Linked DNA regions of Hordeum vulgare: region 1 is linked to region 2. A link is a contact called in public Hi-C data. All regions are on one chromosome and are shown on one strand. Each heading gives the region's core, a stretch centred on a gene start, on an enhancer-like site or on the middle of the called end of the contact. The rest is flanking DNA. Distances are from core to core; before and after follow the strand shown.

Region 1 (3,750 bases), core at 578-3,077, 260 kb after region 2:
CAGTGCGTATTGGCCACCAATTAATCTGGTGCAGACTAAGGAAGGTGCTCTACACTAGCACCTGCAGATATAAATGTATTATCACAACTGGTGAGGGCAGTGAAAGTAATAACAGGTATGAGAAGACGCATTGTTACTAATATTAAATACTTAAATGTGAAAGACTGATGGAAAAGGTGTGATCCTAGCATTACCTGAAAAAGAAAATATTGGCAGTGGTCATTGGAAAGCCCCTGAGGTGATTTGATTATCTGATGCAGGTCGGTATCCATGAGCTCATAAACCAAGTACACATCCTTAAAGCTCCTCCTTTGTACAGGCATCATTATATCCTTCAAAGAAATAACATTCTCATGGCGGAGATGCCGGAGGAGTTTCAGCTCCCGCAAGGTCCTTAGTGCATCCACGCGGTTGTCGAATACATTATGTATCTTCTTTATAGCTACTTTCTCGTTTGTCTCACGGTTTATGGATGAGCAGACTATTCCATAAGCTCCCCGACCAATAGGCTTGATAGGCACATACTTGGTGTCAATCTCAAACAAGGTTTGCCACATGGAGTAGTAATGCTTCCCTTGGTTTCCCATGCCATTCGGAGGATCCACCAGCATTGCCATTTTCAACTAACAAAACAAAACATATAACTTAGTATACCATAAATAACAGTACTGGAAGAAAATTTAGTTTCTTTTAGCTTACACAATCACCAAATTTCAAATGTGAAAAATAAGACAGACTCATTACAAAATACAAGTGTAACAATGTCCCCATCTTTGAACACTTTCCTACCCTCCAGACCTTAGACCTGGGATCGACGTAGGCCGATGTATACTTATTGATAGTACGTTGGCCAAGTATTGAACCTAAGACCCCTCAACTCTGATATTATATTGAATTGCATGCGCCTAACCATGGCACCCAAATGCTTAAGCTGACAAGGGGACGTGGACAATAAACAAATCTCCAGCTAAAAGAGGCTTTGGTAATAGTTTACATGACCTCAGATGCCAATAGAACACACACACTCTTGTTTTTCTGGTAAGTGTTTATGTGAAACTCCAAGTGGTAGAAGGATTCTGAACTGAACCTAAACTGTACCATGCACCAGGAGCTACAAGGCTCATAAATTCTGATCAGAATCGGCAACAATGAATGAACTATATATATATATATAAGCAGTACATGTTGGCATGGCATCTAAGTGCAGTTGTACTTATCTAAGCTTATAAATGGACACTGGCGCTGACCAATTCAGCACTTGAATTGATGAGCGCCAATGTCCCCATTTACATAAGCTTATAAGTGGTAACTTTGATCGGTAGCGCAGCCAATCCGCGCATCTAAGCACCATGCAATGCCACTCCTCGCTACCACCTCTCACCCGCATTCTCATCAGCCTCACTCGGTGCTAAACGCACAAGCCGAATCCGCAGCCTGCAAGAACCCATAAGCTCCCGGTGGGCAGATCGTCGCCCAGATGATTAACAGGGCAGCCTGCCATCCTAGCAGCGGATCGCGGAAATGTACCGAGACAATCATCGCGCACCCCGGCACGATGCATCGCCGGAGCACGACGGGGAATCGAATAATTCGGGCGGGACACTCGACTAGGCAGGCACGCACGCACGCGCCCGGCGGCACAATCGGAGCTCGCCAGCTGGGGCTGCTCGCTCGGATCAGGGGCGACCGATCTCCGCGGGACAGAGACCGGCGCGGGCCGTCCGGACAAGAGCCGGCCGATCTCGGGCGATGCAGAGCGAGCACGAGGATTGCGGGGGGAGGACGGGGAGGAAGGCTCGCTTACATGGGAGGGGGAGGGAGGGCAGCTGGGCCTGGGAGAGGATGGGGGAGGGGTGGGTGGGTAGGATCAGACGGGCCGCGGCGCCATGGGCGACCGAATTCGGAGGCGAATTGCAGCTGCGGGGGGGAGGGAGGAGGGTGCGGGTGGGGGTGGGGTGGGGTGGGGTGGGGGAGGGGGCGAGGAATATTCCTCCGCTCCGTCCCCGGCGAGGCGCGTGGAGGGGACGGCGGCCGTCGGTCCGGGGGATGGGCGCGGGCGGGCCGTCCGATGCGGCGCGGGGCGGCGCCACGTGCGCGCGGGTGGGGGTAGGGTGGGGGGATGGGGAGGACGCGCCTGCCGTGGGATGGAAGGGAGGGGAGGGGAGGGGATTGGTCCCGTTGTCCCCGTGCGCGCGTGGCCGTGGCGGCCGCGGTCGGTGGCGGCAGCCGGCACGCTTCGGTTCCATAGGCGAGGCGAGGGTTCGAACGATGAAATGTGTTCCACGAGCGGGTTGGGTTGGTGGGTGATGATGGGTCGCTTCGAGTACGTACGAGAGATTGTACGGGCACTGGCTTTGGTATGAACGCCATGGATTGAGTGAGGACTAGTACACCGGGATTGAGTGAGGACTAGTACACCGGGATTGAGTGAGGACTAGTACACCGGTAGTACGACTTGTGCACGATGCGTGCGTTTTTTGCTGCGGAAATTTATGGCGCGCCTTCATCTTTCCATGCTGACGGTTTTTTTCTACGGGGAAGGCACGTGTACAGTGGCGGAGACAGGAATGATTTTCAGGTGTGGCGGAGTTTGTGAACGAAAAACCCATATACAACTCAGTTATGGAAGAGCTCACTAGAATAGCAAATATATATTACTTGGAGTTCAACTAATACAACCAAAATCCAAAATTTAAGTATTGACACTCTAAATACTTCATTCGATGATGATTACATGGATGATCGGTTGTCAATATATCATATATATTAACTGGACGGGTTTGCCTATAAAACATCAAAACCATAGATAAATGATGAATTAGTAATTAGTACTCCATCCGTTCCAAAATATAAGACCTTTTAAAGATTCCACTAGAAGACTAAATACGGAGCAAAATGAGTGAGTCTATACTCTAAAATATGTCTATGTACATCCGTGTGTAGTTTATATGGTAATCTCTAAAAGGTCTTATATTTAGGAACGGAGGGAGTAGGATACAATGGTAGAAAACACATTATGCAAGTGTAGATAGTTAGAAAGAAGCCATCGGCTTTGACAAAATACTCTTTAAATCTGTAAAAAAAAGAAAAACTAATTGGTTAGTCTCTCAACAAAAATAGTAAAATAATTGAAGAAATGTTCAATGTGATTCTTGACTTCCTCTGTGAAAGAGTAGTAGTCAGCCGCCAAGAACCAAGCCCAACAGGAGGCGAACCACCGCCCAAAACCTAAAAATTATGCTGGGCTAATAGTAATATACGTACTTGCATGGCAGCTTAGGTATGGCGGTGGCCAAACCATGCCAGATTGTTAGATTCGCCCCTGCACGTGTACGCGTGTAAAAATGTTGCTGAAAGAAAATTTTCACCAAATGACATTGTACCATCGACTCATTGTCGATTCAAATGCACAAATGATGTATCACATGTATTGTTCACCCGATTAGCGATATGTTTCCACCGATGAGCTAGTCTTTCTCGACAAGGGCTTCCGTAAGACTCAAATAAGTATGACTAAGTATGTCCAGAGAAGGGTGAATAGACAATCAAGTCAAAAGTTTGGCTTTAAAAAAAATTAAGATCTTTAGCAATTTTAGATGTTTCAAACAATCCGTCAAACACCTTACACATTTAGGTCTATAAAAATATATATAAAGCGAAGAGTAAAGGCATGCAAGTGAAAGTAACACAAGCAGTGTTGCACATACGCAAACATGGGCTGGTTTTGGTTAGAAATTCTCAAAGGTGCGG
Region 2 (3,940 bases), core at 932-3,431:
TATCCTGGTCCTACAAAAAGATCCAGCCAGCCCTACCTGATGTGCCCTACAAGGGACAAAAAATAAAAATAACCTCATCCTAAACAAGAGAGGGGAGGATTTATTTGGTTGGCTGGGAATGGCTCAACCGGCCCCTCCCCTCTATCATTAGCGATTGATCCATGGGGACACAACGTATGGAGCATGCCTACCACACAATCCAGTTCCTAAATATACCATAAAAAAAAAGCCCAACGTCAAAAGGCGAGGGCCACGAACAGGAAAGGCACACGGTCGTGGTAAATCTTCATCGTCCATCTACCAGCCTCGATTCAAAGATAAATGTCCGTTTGTAACGCATGATTTTCACAAAGTGCACCACCACTGAACTCCAAAACAGTGAATCACATGGCAGATGTTACATGGTTGAAAGTTCGTGACAAAGCTTAAATCCTGCTTCGTCCGAACCGTTTGCCGTACCAGGCATGCACTCATGGATCGAAACCATCCAAGTCGTGCAACTCAGATCCCAAATAATCCGTACGCACAGACAAAAAAAAAGTAAAAAAGCTCTGTGTGTGTGCCCGTGTAATATCAAACCTCTCTCTCTCTTTTCTAACAAAAAAAAAATCTATGTGTCTCTGTGTTGGGCCAACCATGGTGAGCCATGCATGCATGCAAGGGTCCAAGATCCGGCGGGGCCCGCGGCGTTCCATGGCTTCACGTGAAAAGGTTGGTTGCCGCCGATAAAAGGGCCGCCGCCACGTAGGCCTGGGGAAATCCGGCGGGGCCAATGGGAGGGCGCCGCGTCAGCGGATAAGCAGGGATTATAGGGGTTTCTTCCCTGCTCGCCGTTGGGAGGTCCGTCCACTTGCCGGGTAGATTCGGATCAGTAGATGGCGGGCAATCAGATGATGATAGCGTGTACCAGCGCGGCACGGATTTACCGATATGCCCTCGCCCTCCTGTCCATTATTTCTGGTGGTTGCAACCTCCGGGCATGGCAAAAGCTCAACGGAACGTGTATCGTTGTGATCGTAGGTTGATTGTTGGTGATTGGGTTTGAAAAGTTTATACGGGTATATCATACAAGCTTTCGCAATTTCAATCCAAGTTTGAGTGTCGACGCGGCGTTTTGGCGCTATGATTTCGTAGAAGCTTTCACAATTTCAATCCAAGTTTGAGAAAATTGCTCCCTCAATTTTCATCCAGAGCAGAGTATTTTTTCTTTCTTTCTTTGAGGGTGGGAGCAGAGTAATTCATATGCAGTGACAATCGATAGTAGTAACATTTACCAGCCATTGGTTGAATCCCATCTTTTGTCTTGTAAGCAAAGGAGAAATGAAGGGAGATAAACTACTACGTACATAGTAAATGCAACCACACTTGTTCAACAAAAGACACTGAATGGTACGAGGAGGAGAACAAAAATAATATGCTGGCTGTTACCAAATTAAAATTAGTATAAGTAGAACATCGGACGCAAAGAGGACAATCCGGACAAAAGTGGAAGTACTTGACATTTCACCTAAAAAAACACATATGGGAACGAATGCTTCAAACATTTTGCTTTCTATCCAGCACAAGAGGCATGCGGACAAGGTGTGTTAGTCCAAAAAGGCAATCGTTAAGTAATGCTTAGCCGCACGCATGTTCCATTGGCCAGTGCCGTCTCTAGAGGAAAAGAAATACTCTATTCGATTTAGCACATGTTTTTTTTTTCTTAATATTCCCCTTCTGTTGATGTTCCAATAATAAAAATGTATGAGTGGGCTTCATGCCAAAAGCCATGAAAATATACTGATTATACTACTCAAGATCTTGTAATTACATGCTTTCTGTTCCCCCCAAATGATTTTTTTGTTGTTCAAGTCTTCACCAGCAGGCCAAAAGTAAATGTAACAATTGACCGGCTTTCTTGTGACTTTAGGAGCCATGGCAAGCACAGGGCAAATTGGTCTCACGCTCTCCACTTATCCACTGCAAATCTCAGATGACACAACAAGATTCCAACACATGTACATGTACGTACCACCTAGAGAGAGAGTGGGGAGAAGCAAAGGAGAGAGGGAGAGGGAGGGGCCAGCCTGCGGTGGGTCCCACGGGCCAGAGGGAGGGAGAGCGACCTCATGAGAGTGAGCCTTGTCTCTTCCCCCAGCTCTAGGCTCTCTAAAACCCCACCCCCCTCCTCCCTCCCCTTGAACCCTTTCTTCCTCCTCCCCCACCGCCTCCAATCCCCCGCAATTCCCTCCCTCTCTCTCTCTAGCCTTCCCGTAGGATTAGCTAGCATTGCTCCTCTCTCCCCTCCGTCCATCTCCAATCCCAAAGACACAGCTGCTAGCTCGCAGAATTCATACCCTGGCTCTGTTCCTGCTCTGTTCTTGCTGGCTCTGCTCCTGGCTTGACCTCTTCTCCTTGCCACGGACAGAGGAGTACGTCGCAGAGTCCTTCCGCCCGTCCCCTATTTTGTTCTTGGTGCCTCTTTTCATATATACAGAGCTCGAGTCGAGTCCTTCCCAGGTGGGGGCAGGGGCGGCCATTGGTTTCCCTTTCCTCTTTGGAGTCTGCCCATGTCCCAAGGTCTCTGCTGCGACTCTGCTTAGCTCCCTCCGAAAAGATAGGAAGAAAAAATTGCCGTTTCCTCGCTACCTTTTGCTCCGTCTTCCTCTCCGTCTCGCAGCTTTCATCGGCCGGGAAGGAAGGGAATTCCTCGGTTCCCGCGCTGTCTTTCGGGGTTTAGGGGTTTAGGAATTCTTCACTCGCTTCTTGTGGAGCTGTGGTGGTGGTGGCGGTGGTGGAATTGATTGATCGGCCGGCGAAGAAGAGCTGGAATAAATTCTTGGTTTGAGCGGCGGCGGTGGTGGTGGTGGTTGAGGGGGCATTGGCGATGACGTCGTCTTGCATACCGACGGGGCTGCGGCTGGACCTGGACATGGTGAAGGCGGCGGCGTCCCCCGGGGCGCACTCGTCGCCGCTGCGGCCGGCGCACTCCTCGCCGTCCTCCACGCTCTCGGAGGCCTCCAACGCGTCCTCCTCGGCCACCTCCGTCTCGCTCAAGCGCGCGCGGGCGCCGCGGAAGCGGCCCAACCAGGCCTACAACGAGGCCGCCGCGCTGCTCGCCTCCATCCACCCCTCCGTCTTCCCCGTCAAGAAGAGCCCCAAGACGGCCACGGCGCCGCGGCCACCGCCGCTCTCGGGCCTCGCCGTGGCCTTCGGCGCCGCCGCGTCCTCCTCCGACCTCCTCCCGCCGCTCCCCGTCCTGTCCGACGCCGCATTCCTCCTCCGCGACCACGCGGCCTCGCCCTCGCCGCGGCCGCCGCAGAGCCCGTCCATCGACGCCTGCAAGAACTGCTCGTCACCGACGCCCGTCAGCAGCGCGTTCCGGGAGTTCCGCGACCCGGCGCCGTCGCCGGCCAGCCCCGACACCGCCACCGACGAGCCCGGCGAGCTCGACTTCGACGACGACGGCTTCGACGCCGAGTCCATCCTCGACGTCGACGAGGCCGCGGCCGGCGGCGCTGCCGAGGGCATCGACGGCATCATGGGGAGCCTCACCATGGAGGCCAACACGGCCACCGCCACGTCCGACGACTCCATCCTGTCCAGCTCCGGCATACACCCCTACCTCAGGAGCCTCATGGTGGTCGGTCTCGCTGGCCGGTTCGAGCTCGGCCTCGGCTCCCGGCAAAGCACCCGCCCCAACCTCAACCGTGCCCTCAAGCGGCGGGACGACGACGGGGCCTGGTGGATGTGGCCTGCTGTGCCGGTGAAGGACATCACGGTCACACCACCGACGCCACCGCAAGAACCGGCAGCGGCAGTGTCGAACACCGCAATGCCGCCGCCGGCGTCGGCAGCACCAGAGAAGAAGAAGAGCAAGAAGAAGAAGAAGGTGAAGATGGAGAAGGTGCTGGCCAAGGAGGAGGAGCTGGCCAATGCGAAATGCGAGGAGGGGGCCGAT

The links. Hi-C and Micro-C count contacts between places; a contact is called where the count stands out from the background.
Region 1: a Hi-C map of leaf shows a contact between it and region 2, with 2.9 times the contacts expected there. The contact joins the promoter of LOC123401619 here to the promoter of LOC123404396 in region 2. A contact is called at or near these places in 2 of 6 Hi-C or Micro-C datasets (leaf and seedling) and 1 of 1 datasets of contacts at active chromatin or transcription factors (embryo).

What each region holds. Positions count from the first base shown.
Region 1 is chr6H:63,102,913-63,106,662 of MorexV3_pseudomolecules_assembly, forward strand. It overlaps LOC123401619 (mitogen-activated protein kinase 3), which reads right to left and starts at 1,828. Exons shown (of 3, transcript XM_045095455.1): 1 at 1,805-1,828; 2 at 195-623. The coding sequence starts at 617.
Region 2 is chr6H:62,839,495-62,843,434 of MorexV3_pseudomolecules_assembly, forward strand. LOC123404396 (protein CHLOROPLAST IMPORT APPARATUS 2) reads left to right here and starts at 2,182. Exons shown (of 3, transcript XM_045098316.1): 1 at 2,182-3,940. The coding sequence starts at 2,867.